Regions from separate parts of the Mus musculus genome. Here all the other regions are linked to region 1. The links are chromatin contacts, called in public HiCAR-type and HiChIP or PLAC-seq maps. All regions are on one chromosome and are shown on one strand. The core of a region is the stretch at or near the end of the contact, and the rest is flanking DNA. Distances in the headings are between cores, read along the strand shown. Region 1 holds the start of Zfp280c (zinc finger protein 280C). Region 2 holds the start of Apln (apelin). Region 3 holds the start of Enox2 (ecto-NOX disulfide-thiol exchanger 2).

Region 1 (4,179 bases), core at 693-3,192:
CATTCTTCATTAAAAAGAATTTCAGTTTAAATTCTTAAATTTCAGTTTCATTCTTCATTAAAAAGAATTTCAGTTTAAATTGTATCTTGAGTCCTCATACACACACCATATAGTTTACAATGAGAGGGTGATGCACAAAAATCATAAATTACAGGCTAGGCTAAGCTATACAGGAAGGTTCAGGGTTGGCCTGAGCTACATAGTAAAACTTGGGCTTGGAAAATCAAGAGCTGGTATGTAGCTCAACAACAGAGCATTTACTTAGCACGCACAACAGCCTGGGATTTATACTTAGGATTGAGAGGAAAAAGCAGACATCTCAGCTCCTAAAATGCCTTAGTTAGGTAAGGCAGATGGCTCAGTGAGTAAAGACACTTGCCACCAAGCCTGATTATCTGAGTTCAATCCTTGGAGTTTACATAATGGAAGGAGAAAACCAACTATGTAAGTTGTCCTTTAACCATTACATGAATGCTTTGGCATACTTGTGCATGCAGGTGCGTGTGTGTGTACATACACACATGCATAGACAATAGAAAAAGAATTAAATGCATTTGTTTATATTTTCATTCCCCACTTTTCTCTTCCTCTCTCTCCTCCCACTTCATACTGTTCCTCTTTCTCTCTCTGAGTCAGGGTTTTGTTACCCTGGTTAGCTTGAAGGTTTAATTGTACACTGGTCTGGCTTTAAACGTGCTGTGATCCTCCTGCTTCTGCCTCCCAACTGCTGAGATCACAGGTATGCACCATCGTGCCTTGATGGTATAAAAAAGGAGTATCATGTCTAAATTGTTATCAAATAGCTGTTGCTGTAACCCTTTTATCTTTATGTCAATTATTAAAGTAAAAGCAATTTGTAGAGAATAAATTTTAAAAGCCTAGAGGTACATTTTTATTCAAGTTACTGGGTTTGTCAAGGCTTCCTAAAGTACTAGTTAATTTAATCTAAAAACCAATTATCGTTCAAAATGTGTGTGTGTGTGTGTGTGTGTGTGTGTGTGTGTGTGTGTGTGTGTGAAAGTCAGAAGACAACCTAAAGGGGTTGTTTCTCTCCTACCATATGGGTCCTTGCGATTGAGCTCAAGTTCTCAGGTTTGGTGGTAGCAATTACATCACCTTCCTGGCTCCAGAAAGACAAAGTCCTCCCTGAAAACAGAAAGAAAAAAATTATTCAGCTATAATTAATATATACAAATTGATCCCTAGTACTTCCAAAAATTCTGTATGGTTCTAAGTGTTCTCCTAGAAAAATAAAATAAGTGGAAGAATAGGAAGGCGTAGAATCCCTTCCCTTCATAAAAAGGTAATGTTAAGTGGCGAAACGCTGGGCTGAAAAGGCCAGCCTATATTGGGAATTTTAGGAAACTGGAGCAAAGGGATTAAATAGGAAAAGCTGAGGTTGGCAGTTCTTCATTATCAGTACTTTTTCCAATGCTCTTCTTCAGCTTTTAAACGTACTTGGATATAGTATTATTCAAATGCTAAAATGTACAAACAATATAACATCTTTAAAAACTGTAGCGACAAGAGGCTGGAGAGATGGCTCAGCACATGTGGCTCTTCCAGAACTCAAGATGCTCTTCCAGAGGTCCTGAGTTCAGTTCCCAGCAACCACATGGTGGCTCATAACCATCTGTAATGGGATCCGATGCCATCTTTTGGCCTGCAGGCATATATGCAGTTCGGATGCTGTATATATAATAAGTATTAAAAAATAGGAAAATGATTTTTTTTAAATGTAGAGATGGGAATTGAGTAACACTTCTTAAAAATTTTAGGCAAACCTCCTTGCTTTTCTTTCTCTGGAACTTCGACATGCCTATAAAATAAATGAGGCATTATTTAATGAATTGAACCTTAGGCAAAAGCTAGAAAGTACTGGCGTATGAACTGGTTTTAAGATGCATTTAACCCTCAAGAAACTGGAGTCCTCCCTCAGGGAGTGGAGAGGTCTGGTGAGGTGGGGGTGGGGGGATGGGGACATTCTCGTGGAGATGGGGGGGAGGAGGTATGGGATGTGGAACCGTAAGATGGTGGACCGGGAGGGGGATAAAATCTGGACTGTAAAAAAAAATTAAATAAATAAGAACTGGTTTTAAGGTGACAGGGATGAAGGCTCTTAGCTGGAATCCTGAGGCAGCAGGATCAGGAGTTCATGGATAGCCTTAGTTACATATCAAATACAAGGCTATATGAGACCCTCTCAAAAACAAACAAATAAACCCAAACAGCAGGAGGTCTGGAGACTGGCTCAGTAAGTAAGGGGGTCTGTTCCCCAAAATGATGATCAGAGATCTACCTGTGGGACCTAGACAGTAGAAAGTGAGAACTTACAACTACCATGTTGTCATCTGACCTTCAAATTGTGAGGACAAACGTGTGTGTGTGTGTGTGTGTGTGTGTGTGTGTGTGTGTGTGTGTGTGTGCGTGCGCACACACACACACACACACACACACACACACACACAGACTCACACACAGGTAATTTTAAAACCACCACAAGTGGCTCTATTTACTGACCACAAAACCTCTTGAAGCTAGTTCTTCATCTCAAAACAGTTCTTTAATACCTTACAACCCTGTAGAGGAGTGGCAGCAAACAAACACTCAATCAAATGTTATCACAATTGCATTTGTATGGCTATTAAAGCAAAGGCACAGATTAGCACCTTCGTAGATACAGTGTTTCTTTTATTTTTATTTATTTATTTATTTTACTTTAAGATGGCTTGAATCACACTGTATCTCTTTTAGGCACCTCACAAATACCTAGGAAACTTTTGTAGCTTAAAACTGGATTTATGTATCAAATACAGTTTTAGAGGAGCTAAAAGGCACTGAAACTGATAATCCAACCCCCAAACAACAAAATCAAAAATTCAAGCTCATAGACTTAGCTGATCCTCTCAAACAAAGAGAGGTCCTTGGATAAAGATCTTCCACATCTGGGAGAAACTGCTTCACTTCACATTGAGACTTCTTCCTAAAAGAATTCAAACTTGAGGAGCATTGAAAGGGACTCCATGTCTGCAGCAGGCTTTCCTCCTCCGAATGAAATGCTTCCCCCGTTGCTTAAAAACGAAAAACCCTGCACAGCTTACTGATGGAAAATCGTGCATCTAAGTCCACGTCTCTCCAGTCTGGGTTTTTTATTTTCTAGAATCTAGACAATAACCCGCGGAGAGAAAGATTTCTGTGACAGAGAAGGGCAGTTCCTTTGGGAAGAATGCCGTGCCCTACTAGCATGGCAAACCCGCTAGCAGTTCTGGGTAAGGGGTAAGGTATAACTTAAGGGCCGCAGGAGCCCGAGGGTGGAAAGTTCGTTCGGCATGCACCATCAGCCTTTCCCAAGACTGAAGAGATCCGCAGCCGGGGGGGGGGGGGGGGGGGGTCCCGTCGCTATCCAATGTACAAAAGAGCCCCAGGGGCTGACTCCAGAAAGCAAAGCCAGAGAGGTCCTGGGGCCCGGACAGCCTCCCAGGCCTTCGGAGGCCAGGCTAGCGCCCAACCCGGGCCCACGCGGCCACCCATGCCCGGTCCAGGCCTGGGAGGCAGCCGCCGGCGATCGCCACAAGCACCCCATGCTCCGCGTTGCCCAGGCGACCTTTCCCTTCCCGGGGCCTGAAACAAGATGGTGGGCCGTGCACCATCGGGCTTCGGGTCCCTACTATCCAGGGCACGGAAGCCTTGGGCTCGCATCGCTGCCGCTTCGCTCACCTTCGAAGCGGGGAGACGCGGGGAGACTTACCCAGACCGCTGCAGGACGTCCGGAGCTCAGAGGAGAAGGAGGAGCAGCGGGAGGAAGAGAAGAAGGAAGGACAGGAGGAGGGGAAAAGAGGGGCGAGGAGAAGGGGTGGAGGCAGAGCGAGAAGGGAGGAGCAAGGAAACGCCGGGTGCCTGCCACTCAAATGGCGGCGGTGGCGCCACAGCGGTGACCACGATCAGAACCCTAGAGACTTCCAAATGCCAGAGCTGCCAGAGCGCCCCAGTATATAGCACGCACTGCCTGATGGGTAAACAGTCACCCCAAAACGTGTACATCCGGGCACCCTGGTGACAGGCCAGTGATGAGTGCTAGCATGTGCACTGCCACCAGTAACCTCGAAGGACCTGGCCTGAGACTAGGAATCCGGTTTTGGGGAAAGCAGAACACTTCTGTTGGGAACTCTCAGCCATGCT
Region 2 (4,407 bases), core at 1,735-4,234, 560 kb before region 1:
CCTTTCCTGTCGACAGGCCTGGCTCAGGTTCCAAGGGTGCCTAGAGTTTAAAACTGGGGACAGAGTGATGTCCTCCACAGTGGGAGGGGTACAGTAAGCTGTCCTTACACTGCATACTGGAGCAGACGCTGGCAAGAGGGAGTAGAAGGAGAGAAAGTGGTGCTCAGAGACCAAGGGACACTTGGCGAGGCCCCAGAAACTCTCAGTCTCTGCAGAGCAAAGTGTCTCCCAGGTCAGGAGGCAGTGAGGAGTCTTTGTGGTTGGAGGAGGGGCAAAGAAGGAGGTAGGGTGAACATTCCAAGTCAGAACAGAGAGCGGGAGGGGAGGAAGCAGCACCATTTTAGAACCTGGAACTTTGGGAACTCTGGCAATGGAGAGTTCATGCAAGTCTGTTCGAGGGACAAGGCAAGTGATTCTAGGGCTCCTTTTACTAGACAAGGATACAGGAGTAGCGCGTGTGTGTATCTGAACCTCTGGCTGGTGGCCAACTCCAAGGAAGGGTCGTTCTTGGTTTCAGGAGTGATCAGGAGGTGGAAAAATAGTAGGAGCTTTGGAAGCAGCCAACGCTAGTCTTTAATAAAATGTAAGTGTGATACTTATGCCTACATGGTTAGAGTATGCAAAAAAAAATTAATGTAAAAGGAGAAGACAGGACAAGAAGTTTCAGGGTCTAGACCAGAAACCCAGTGTATTCTGGCAGCCGGTTTAACTTCCTTGAAATCATCTCATGAATTTAGTAGTAACACCCCAACAGCTGCACCCCAAAGGGTTCACAGAGTATCTTCTAGTCAAAGTCTCCCTTATACCCTCTGGGGAAATATGCAGCTTCAGGTGGTCCAGCCTCCTCTGGGGTACCCTTTCTGTATCCAACCATTTTCTTCTTTAAAGGCACCACCTTGGGCTATTGGCCTGAAATTAAATGATGAAGATGTCTTGTCTTGCCAACCACACTGGCTGTGTAGGTTCTCCCATGGAGGGGCAGGCTGCTGTGGTAGCTTTATTCATAGTTTTTGCTCCCTTCCGGCCATTGCCTGGCTGGCAGGAATTTCTGAGGAGAAAGTCTTTACCGCTCTTCCTCAAAAGGAGACTGTCTTGCCTCGGTGCTAGGGTCTTGCAGGAAATCACCTGGAGGCAGGAGGCATCAACCAGGCCAATGTACTTTCCTGAGAAGCCCGACAGTGTTCTGAGTTCGGGGCAATGCCAAAGAACAAAAGAGCAGAAAGGAGGTGGCTACACAGAGGCAGGCAGAGTTGGCCAGAACCCCAGAGGCTTCTGGGCAGTGTGCCATCCTCCTGTTCTTGGGTTGGGGAGAGGGGGTGTTCAAACTAAGAAAGTTCCTGGGCCCTTCCTCTAGGAAACTCGCTGTCCTGTTCACTCCCTCTCTCCACTCTCACCTCCCTGTGACTCCAGCCCTGGCACTAGTAACTGTCCACCTGGTCTTGGCCTTCCCTTTCTGCTGTGCCAGGCAGGCTACTGTGACAGCCAGATCACAGGACTGGGGCAGCTGAAGGTGGGAGCTGGCAGCCCCAGGAGGCTCTGACCCACAGAGGACAGGCAGACCGGGCAGGGGCTGTTGGGACACTGAGGACCCGGGGACTGAAGTAGACAAGGGATTATCTATTGGTGTGGAGAATTTCCAGGTAGGGGGTTAATACAGGTAGAGGTGAAGGGATTCCGTTTCCCAGAGCTGCACCGAGGTTATCAGATCAAGTTCCTGTGTTTCCTGGGTTTTGGTACCGGGAGACTGGGGACCGAAGTTATACCTGAGACAAGAGTGGAAGGGGAAGCCAGAATAAAGAAGAAGCAAGTCTCCGGAGAGATGAACGCTGTGGGGCCAGGTGTCCCACAATGGAGCAGAGAACAAAATCATCCAGGACCTTGGAGTACAGAAGATAAGCCTGGCTCTGTCCAGTCCAGATCTGCCTTAAGGACGCTGCCTCTGCTTACACATAGGCTAAAGGAGCAACAGCTGGGATCCACTAGCCACTGCGGTCGCCCCCGCCCCCGCTCCCGCAGCGTGCTCCTGACTATGCAACAAGTGTCACGTCTACATGTTGGCACATCATCTCCAGTAGCTTGAGCCCCTGGACTGGCCAGCGGCCCCTAAACTCTAAGACCCAGAGACCTTCAACATGGAGTCCTGACCCCACTCAGCTCAGGTCAGCCACCTCCACTGATTCACGAGGTGAGCTGGACATACCGCCATCCTCTCCCCCCACCCCCACTTGGGGTGCAGGGTGCAGGACATAAGGTGTAAGTTTGTGGTCCTAAGTACTTTAAACTACGAGGGGCATGGGGCTGGGGGCTAAGTGGTGATATGCAAGGTAATCATGAAACACCCCCCCCTCCCGCGCGCGCTGTCCTAGGAAGCAAAGCCTACATGGCATGTCGCCCCGTGGCCCCAGATGCCCTGTCAATAGGCCTCCCGGTGTGGCTGGCGCGTGGCTGCTCCTGCAAGGCTCGCACCATGTTTCCCTGGAGGCGGGAAGAGCGCGCGTGGGGCGGAAAGAGAGGACCGCGCAGGCTGCACCTCGGGAGAGCCCCAAGCGAGCAGGAGGGCACGCACTCACCTCCACAAACTGCAGTCAAGGAGAGCCAGAGCAGCAGCAGCGCCTGCACGCAGAGCCTCAGATTCATGCTGCAACTCGGTCCGCGGCAGCCCAGAGGAGCCGGCGAGTGGGCGGAGAGGCAGGGCACCCGGACGCAAAGAAAGGCGCGAGCCGGGGCTGGCGCGTGCGGGCACGGAGCTCGCGTGGCTCCCGGACCGCGGGAGGGTGAGCGCCCCAGCCGCACCGCTGGCTGCCTGCCCCACTCCTGCTCGCTGCCTCTGCTCTTGGTGCAGCCTTCTCTGCCGCCGCGGGGCAGCGCCGCGAAGCTGGCCTTGGTGGCTTCGGGTCGGCGGCAAAAACTCTCTAAGTGGCTGACGCTGCTCTGCCCGCGACTCCCAACTACCCGTTGGTCCAGGCTGTTAGAGAGAATGCTTCCCTGCTCACTTCGGGGTCTGCATTTTGTAGCTTGTGGTTTGGCCGCGAGCCCACTTGGTCATGTGGTCATTAGGAGGCGGGGGGGTTGGGGGGGGGGGGAAGAGAGGCAGGAAGAGGGAGAGGGAGTGAGCCTCCCGCACCGCCCCCCTCCCGGGAAGCATGCTGCAGCCCTATCCAGGGCGCGAGAGAGAACCCAGAGGTGGCCCCACAACAAAGGCCGAGCGGCTGCTCGGACAACCCACAACTGCTCCCCGGACAATGCCTGCCTGGCCGGGGTCCAGAGGGTTTGTAGAGACCTGAAGGATTTCAAACACGTAAACCATTTGAAACAGTGAGGGGCACTCTTAACCCTTTCTCACCTGGGTTTCCTTAACAGCTGTCAGGATACCTGGGCGTTTGCAGAAGGACCCTATTTGGGCTGCCCACAACACCCTCCCTCCATTTCCGAATCTAACTATGTTTTTTTTTCTTTCCTTGACACTGCATTCGCAAGTATGGGTTTGCTCAAGACCTCCCCTACTCCGCCTTTTTCCTCTGCATCTTCAACTGAATTAGAATTGGGGGTGATTGCCTAGGTTGTGCATAAAACTTAGGTAACCACCATTCATATCTCCTGCTGTCCCCTAGCGAGTACCTTCTACCTGGACTGGTGGGCTCGGTGACCAAGCTCTTTATGCATACAGCAAAACCTCAATATCCCACCCAATCTAAAGGCCACCGTTCTGTCCCTGCCCAACCTGAGATGCTACCCCCTGGTTCCTCTTTACTGTGGGGAGGCATTCTGCAGGTTCTACCATGTTCCCCTTCTTGCTGCTTGGAGCTGACCCCAACTTAGTTTTGTCTCGTTGTAGGGAGGATCCTCCCAGCTCCTTCCAAACTCAGCTGGATTTCTTTTACACTCAACTGGGATTCCCTATTATAAGAGGGCCTGGAGTCATTTGCCTTTCTACTCTAGATGCTTAGCTCCTTTTACAGCCTGGGATTCCCCCAAAGAAATGCACCAGATTGGGAACTCTTTAAGACAGGACCCTAACGGTCCCAATCTTCCAGGTCTCTCCAAAGTCCCCAATATCATTCTCTGCACATAGGTGGCACTCAACACATATTAAAAGACTAAATCAAAAGGTGTTCCCACCTTGCAGCAAGCCAGGCAGTTTGCTCCATGTGTACATCCAAATGTACACAAAAGGTACATTGGACAGGGTTTCTCTGTACCGCAGAAGATGTGAAATGGTATGCTATATTAGTATGAAATATCTTTGAAATGTTACAACGTTCCAATACATACATTTATCAGTCTCTCTGCCAAAACTGTCCACAAGAAAGTGACCTTTTATATATATATATATGCAGCTCCAGGCCCAGAACACAGCCTCAGAGCTAACGGGCTTCAGAATATATGATTCTGAATATAAGAGTAACT
Region 3 (3,890 bases), core at 561-3,060, 700 kb after region 1:
AACTAGGAAACCATGGGCGAAGAGCATGGGCGTTCAAGTCAGAAGTTTGTACATCAAAACTCCACCTCGATTATCTCTAATCTATTTGTCTTTAGATATTTGCTTAAAATACCCAGTTTAGTTTCTTCTTCTAGAGAAATAGTGGAAATAATAGTACATATAAGACTCTCAGACAGTGTCACTAAGTGCTTATGATTCTTGGACATTATGTGGGCTCAATAAATAGGAGTCAATACTGTCTTCTAATCAGATGGTTACAATTCAGGTATTCTGCTACACAAGGACAGCAAACTCATTTCTTATTATGTTTATGGCACTTTGCTTTCTAATTGACAGATACAGGTTGTGGCGAAGATTAGCCACAAATAAAACATCTACAAGACAAAAGTTTCTCCTTATATTTAAACTCACACCTGGAACATACCACCACACTTCTTTGTGTTCTCCAAGAATTGATCTCAAATCAGGTTCCCCTAGGATGAAAAGGAAAATCACCCAGTCTTAATTTTTTTGTCTTTAATTTTATTCAATACAGAATAAATTCAAACTTTGCATATTCTTCTACCTGTCATGTCACTATGATCTCCCAATATTATCCTAGTATTATCTCCCAATATATCCCTGCTGATACCTCTTCTAGAACCATGTGTGCCTCTGTCATACACTCCTTCCTTTTCCATCCCCCACTTCTTATTCGCCAAGTCCTGCATCATCAAGAAGCATTTTCTTCCTCTTATGCTCCTTTTGAATCTCTTTTAAACCACTGGAGCCCAAATGAAAGGCAACCTCTTCCACAAAGCATACTAGGATTGTTCTAAGGAAAGAGTAAGTTTCAAGACGTCAGGAAGCTCTGAGTTAGGCTAGAACTTTTACAAAGCAGCCTCTCAATTCTATCTATTGGTGTTAATCAGATTTTGCTGGAAGCCCTTAATATGCTCCAGGTTTTTAAATGGTCCAATTTGCCCTCTACCCTCACTAGAACACTGTACTGAACCTTAATTGTGTATTTCTCAAAAGTAAGATTCTTTTTTTTTCTGCTTCCTATCCCTTCTGGAAATTGAAGGACACCTTTTCCACTCCAATGACTAGTTGAAAAAGGCCAGTAAAAAGAGATGAGCCAAGAGAAAGAGATTGAGAGAGAGAAAGAGAGAGAGAGAACACCTCATTATCAGGAAGCAGAAATGGAAATTGACAGAAAATCAAGCCCTGGGTTTAGCAAGGAATTTCCACTCGCCTAGAGGAAACGGGGGTGCAGGGTGGGGTCGAGTGGGGTTTGTGTGTGTACTTGCAGTGGTAGGTGCTCAGAGCTGAGCAACAAATTAAAGGCGGGAACAGAGCACCCAACTCCTGCCTGAAGGGGAATCCAGATGCCACTTTTTGGAGGCTCTCTCATCCTAAGAAGGAGCCTGCGCTGGGTGGTGGGGAGAGGGGCGGGTGGAGGTAGGAAATAAGAGAAGAGTTGGGAGGAGGGGGGACGTGCTTGTGCTTTGGATGCTAAGGCAACTGGTGCCTGCCCCCCAACTCCAGTCAAGGCACCCACCACCCATGAAGAAGCGGGCTGGGCGGAGTTAGGCGCCAAAGATTGCGGCCCCGGAAGCACCCTCCTCCCTAGACCCCCTCGGTCCCACAGTCCCCGGCCACTGCCACTCGGGCTTTCTGCCTCGCTGACCTCCAGCTCCCCGGCTACCGAAGCGCTACTCCTTAAACAGCCGCGGAAAATCGGACCCGCTCGGAAGTTCCTGGACCCGGAGTGCCCTCAGGGTGGGGTGTGCCCCACAACTGTCTTCCCAACCGTGCACCTTCTACTAGATGGCCTAGGCCAGGCAATGGGGCCCAATAGCTGGACTCTAACCTACCAGGTGACTATTGAAGCCTCTCCCATTGGCTAGGGCATCAGAGAACCGCGAGGCCCGAGCATGTGTCTTCATGGGAAATGTAGTTTGAGGTCACAGGAAACTGTTATTCCTCAGAAGTATCCAATATTTGCTTAGGTATCAAGGGATGCTAGAGGATTCTGGGAGATGAAGTCAAAATGCTTTCTTCTAGATACCCACAATTCCTCTCACACCAAGCTTCCTGAAAACCCTGAGTTGAAATACAGGACAGTGTTATGGGTATTGTAGTTTAGTGTGCAAGGACCCTCAAGCTTAGGTATAGAGAGCTTGTAGAGACAGATAAATGTTCGAGATTCTTTTGAATACTAGAAAAGTATTTATGTTTTGAGAAAGAATGTTTGCATTGCATTATAATTTGACATTTTCATTTGAAGTCTGAGTATGGTTGATTTTTTTGTTTAAGGAAGAATGCTGCTATCTAGCCTAGAACTGGCTTTGAATTAAGAATCCTACTGCCTAAGCCTCTTCAAATGCATAATTAAACACATGTGCTATGAACATATACATTTCCGTTTTGTTAAGATTAAATTTTTAATTAAAAATATACCTTGTAAAAGTTTGCCTTTTGTTAGAGTCATTAGAAAACTAGGTACTTCTAATTGGGAATTATATTTTCCTTTAGGACTTGTCATAATTAAATATGTAAATGTGATGTGGAGATACCAAAAGAAATCTACTAAATAGATAGGCAGTTAAGCTGTATTCTTGTATTGAAGATTGATGGCTTTGCCATATACTAGTATAATGCTATAGCTCATAACAGATGCACAATACAACTAGAAAAATATCTTACATATCTTCAAGAAAACATCTTTTAAGTAAAACTATGTAACAAGAGACCAGTAAATAAATGGGTGGATAAACACCAGTAGACCCAACTTCATAAAAGACACATTAGATCTAAAAACACATACTAATGCAAACACATTTAAAGTAGGTGACCTTAAAACCCCACTCCCACCAAAAAGCAGGACGAAAACTAAACAGAGAATTTCTAGAGTTTACACAACATCAAAAATCAAATAGACTGAACAGACATCTACAGAAATTACACTCAGACACTAAAGAGTACATATTCTTCTCATCAGCCCATGGAAACTTCTACAAAATTAACATGTTAGGACACAAATCAAGACTGAACAAACAAAGAAAAGAAAATTTGAAATAATATCCTACATTTTATTGAATCACAGTAGAATAAGGGTAGATATTAACAGCAATAGAAACTATAAGAAATACACAAACTCAAAAAAGCAAAACACACTACTGGATGATAATTTGGTCAAAAAACTCAAGGAGACAAATTTTTAATTCTTAGAATTGATGGAAAAGGAAAACAACACATCAAAACAAATAGCACATGATAAAGGCTAGGCTAAGGGGAAGTTTTATAGCACTAAGTGCCTACATTAAAAGCAAAAGAAAACAGAGAGCCAGGTGTGGTGGTCCACATCTTTCTCAGTACTAAGGATGTAGAAGCAGGCAAGCCTCTATGAATTCAAAGTTTGACTGCTTTTCATAATGAGTTCCAAGCCAGCCAAAGATACATAGTGAGACTGTGTTTCAAAGCAAACAAACATTAAGGGATTGTAAATTAATTAAAAGAAAGAGAAAGATGATACAAATTAATAAAATTAGAGATGAAAGGGGAGAAATTACAACAGATAGTGAGGAAATTCAGGGAATCATGAGGACATTACAAATTCGTGTTCCACTAAAAAGAAAAATCTAAAATAAGTGGATAAACTTCTAGATACATATGACTTACCAACCTTAAGCTAAGGTGAAGTAATATAAAGAAACACATAGCAACCAATGAATTATAAGCAGGAATAATAAATCTCCCTGCTAAAAAATTCCCAAGACCAGATAGATTCAGCACAGAATACTACCTGTCCATTAAAGAAGAACTAATATCAATACTCCTTTCATCATCCCATAAAATAGGGAAGGAAAGAACGTTTCCAAATTATTTTTATAAAATCAGTGTTACCC

The links. HiCAR-type assays count read pairs that join an accessible place to other places. HiChIP or PLAC-seq counts read pairs in DNA pulled down with a chosen protein or histone mark.
Region 2: an H3K4me3 HiChIP or PLAC-seq map of embryonic limb bud shows a contact between it and region 1, with 5 times the contacts expected there. The contact joins the promoter of Apln here to the promoter of Zfp280c in region 1. A contact is called at or near these places in 1 of 39 promoter capture datasets (pre-B cells), 3 of 115 datasets of contacts at active chromatin or transcription factors (embryonic limb bud, pancreatic cancer cells and pro-B cells) and 2 of 9 other capture datasets (adipose tissue and liver).
Region 3: a contact with region 1 is called in a HiCAR-type map of embryonic stem cells, with 3 times the contacts expected there. The contact joins the promoter of Enox2 here to the promoter of Zfp280c in region 1. A contact is called at or near these places in 1 of 39 promoter capture datasets (embryonic stem cells) and 2 of 115 datasets of contacts at active chromatin or transcription factors (astrocytes and embryonic stem cells).

What each region holds. Positions count from the first base shown.
Region 1 is chrX:48,590,616-48,594,794 of GRCm38.p6, forward strand. Zfp280c (zinc finger protein 280C) reads right to left here and starts at 1,943. Exons shown (of 19, transcript NM_153532.4): 1 at 1,058-1,943.
Region 2 is chrX:48,031,869-48,036,275 of GRCm38.p6, forward strand. Apln (apelin) reads right to left here and starts at 2,985. Exons shown (of 3, transcript NM_013912.4): 1 at 2,571-2,985. The coding sequence starts at 2,637.
Region 3 is chrX:49,286,432-49,290,321 of GRCm38.p6, forward strand. It overlaps Enox2 (ecto-NOX disulfide-thiol exchanger 2), which reads right to left and starts at 1,811. Exons shown (of 16, transcript NM_001271447.1): 1 at 1,670-1,811; 2 at 414-473. It overlaps Gm39513 (a long non-coding RNA gene), which reads left to right and starts at 485. Exons shown (of 2, transcript XR_882305.2): 1 at 485-1,859.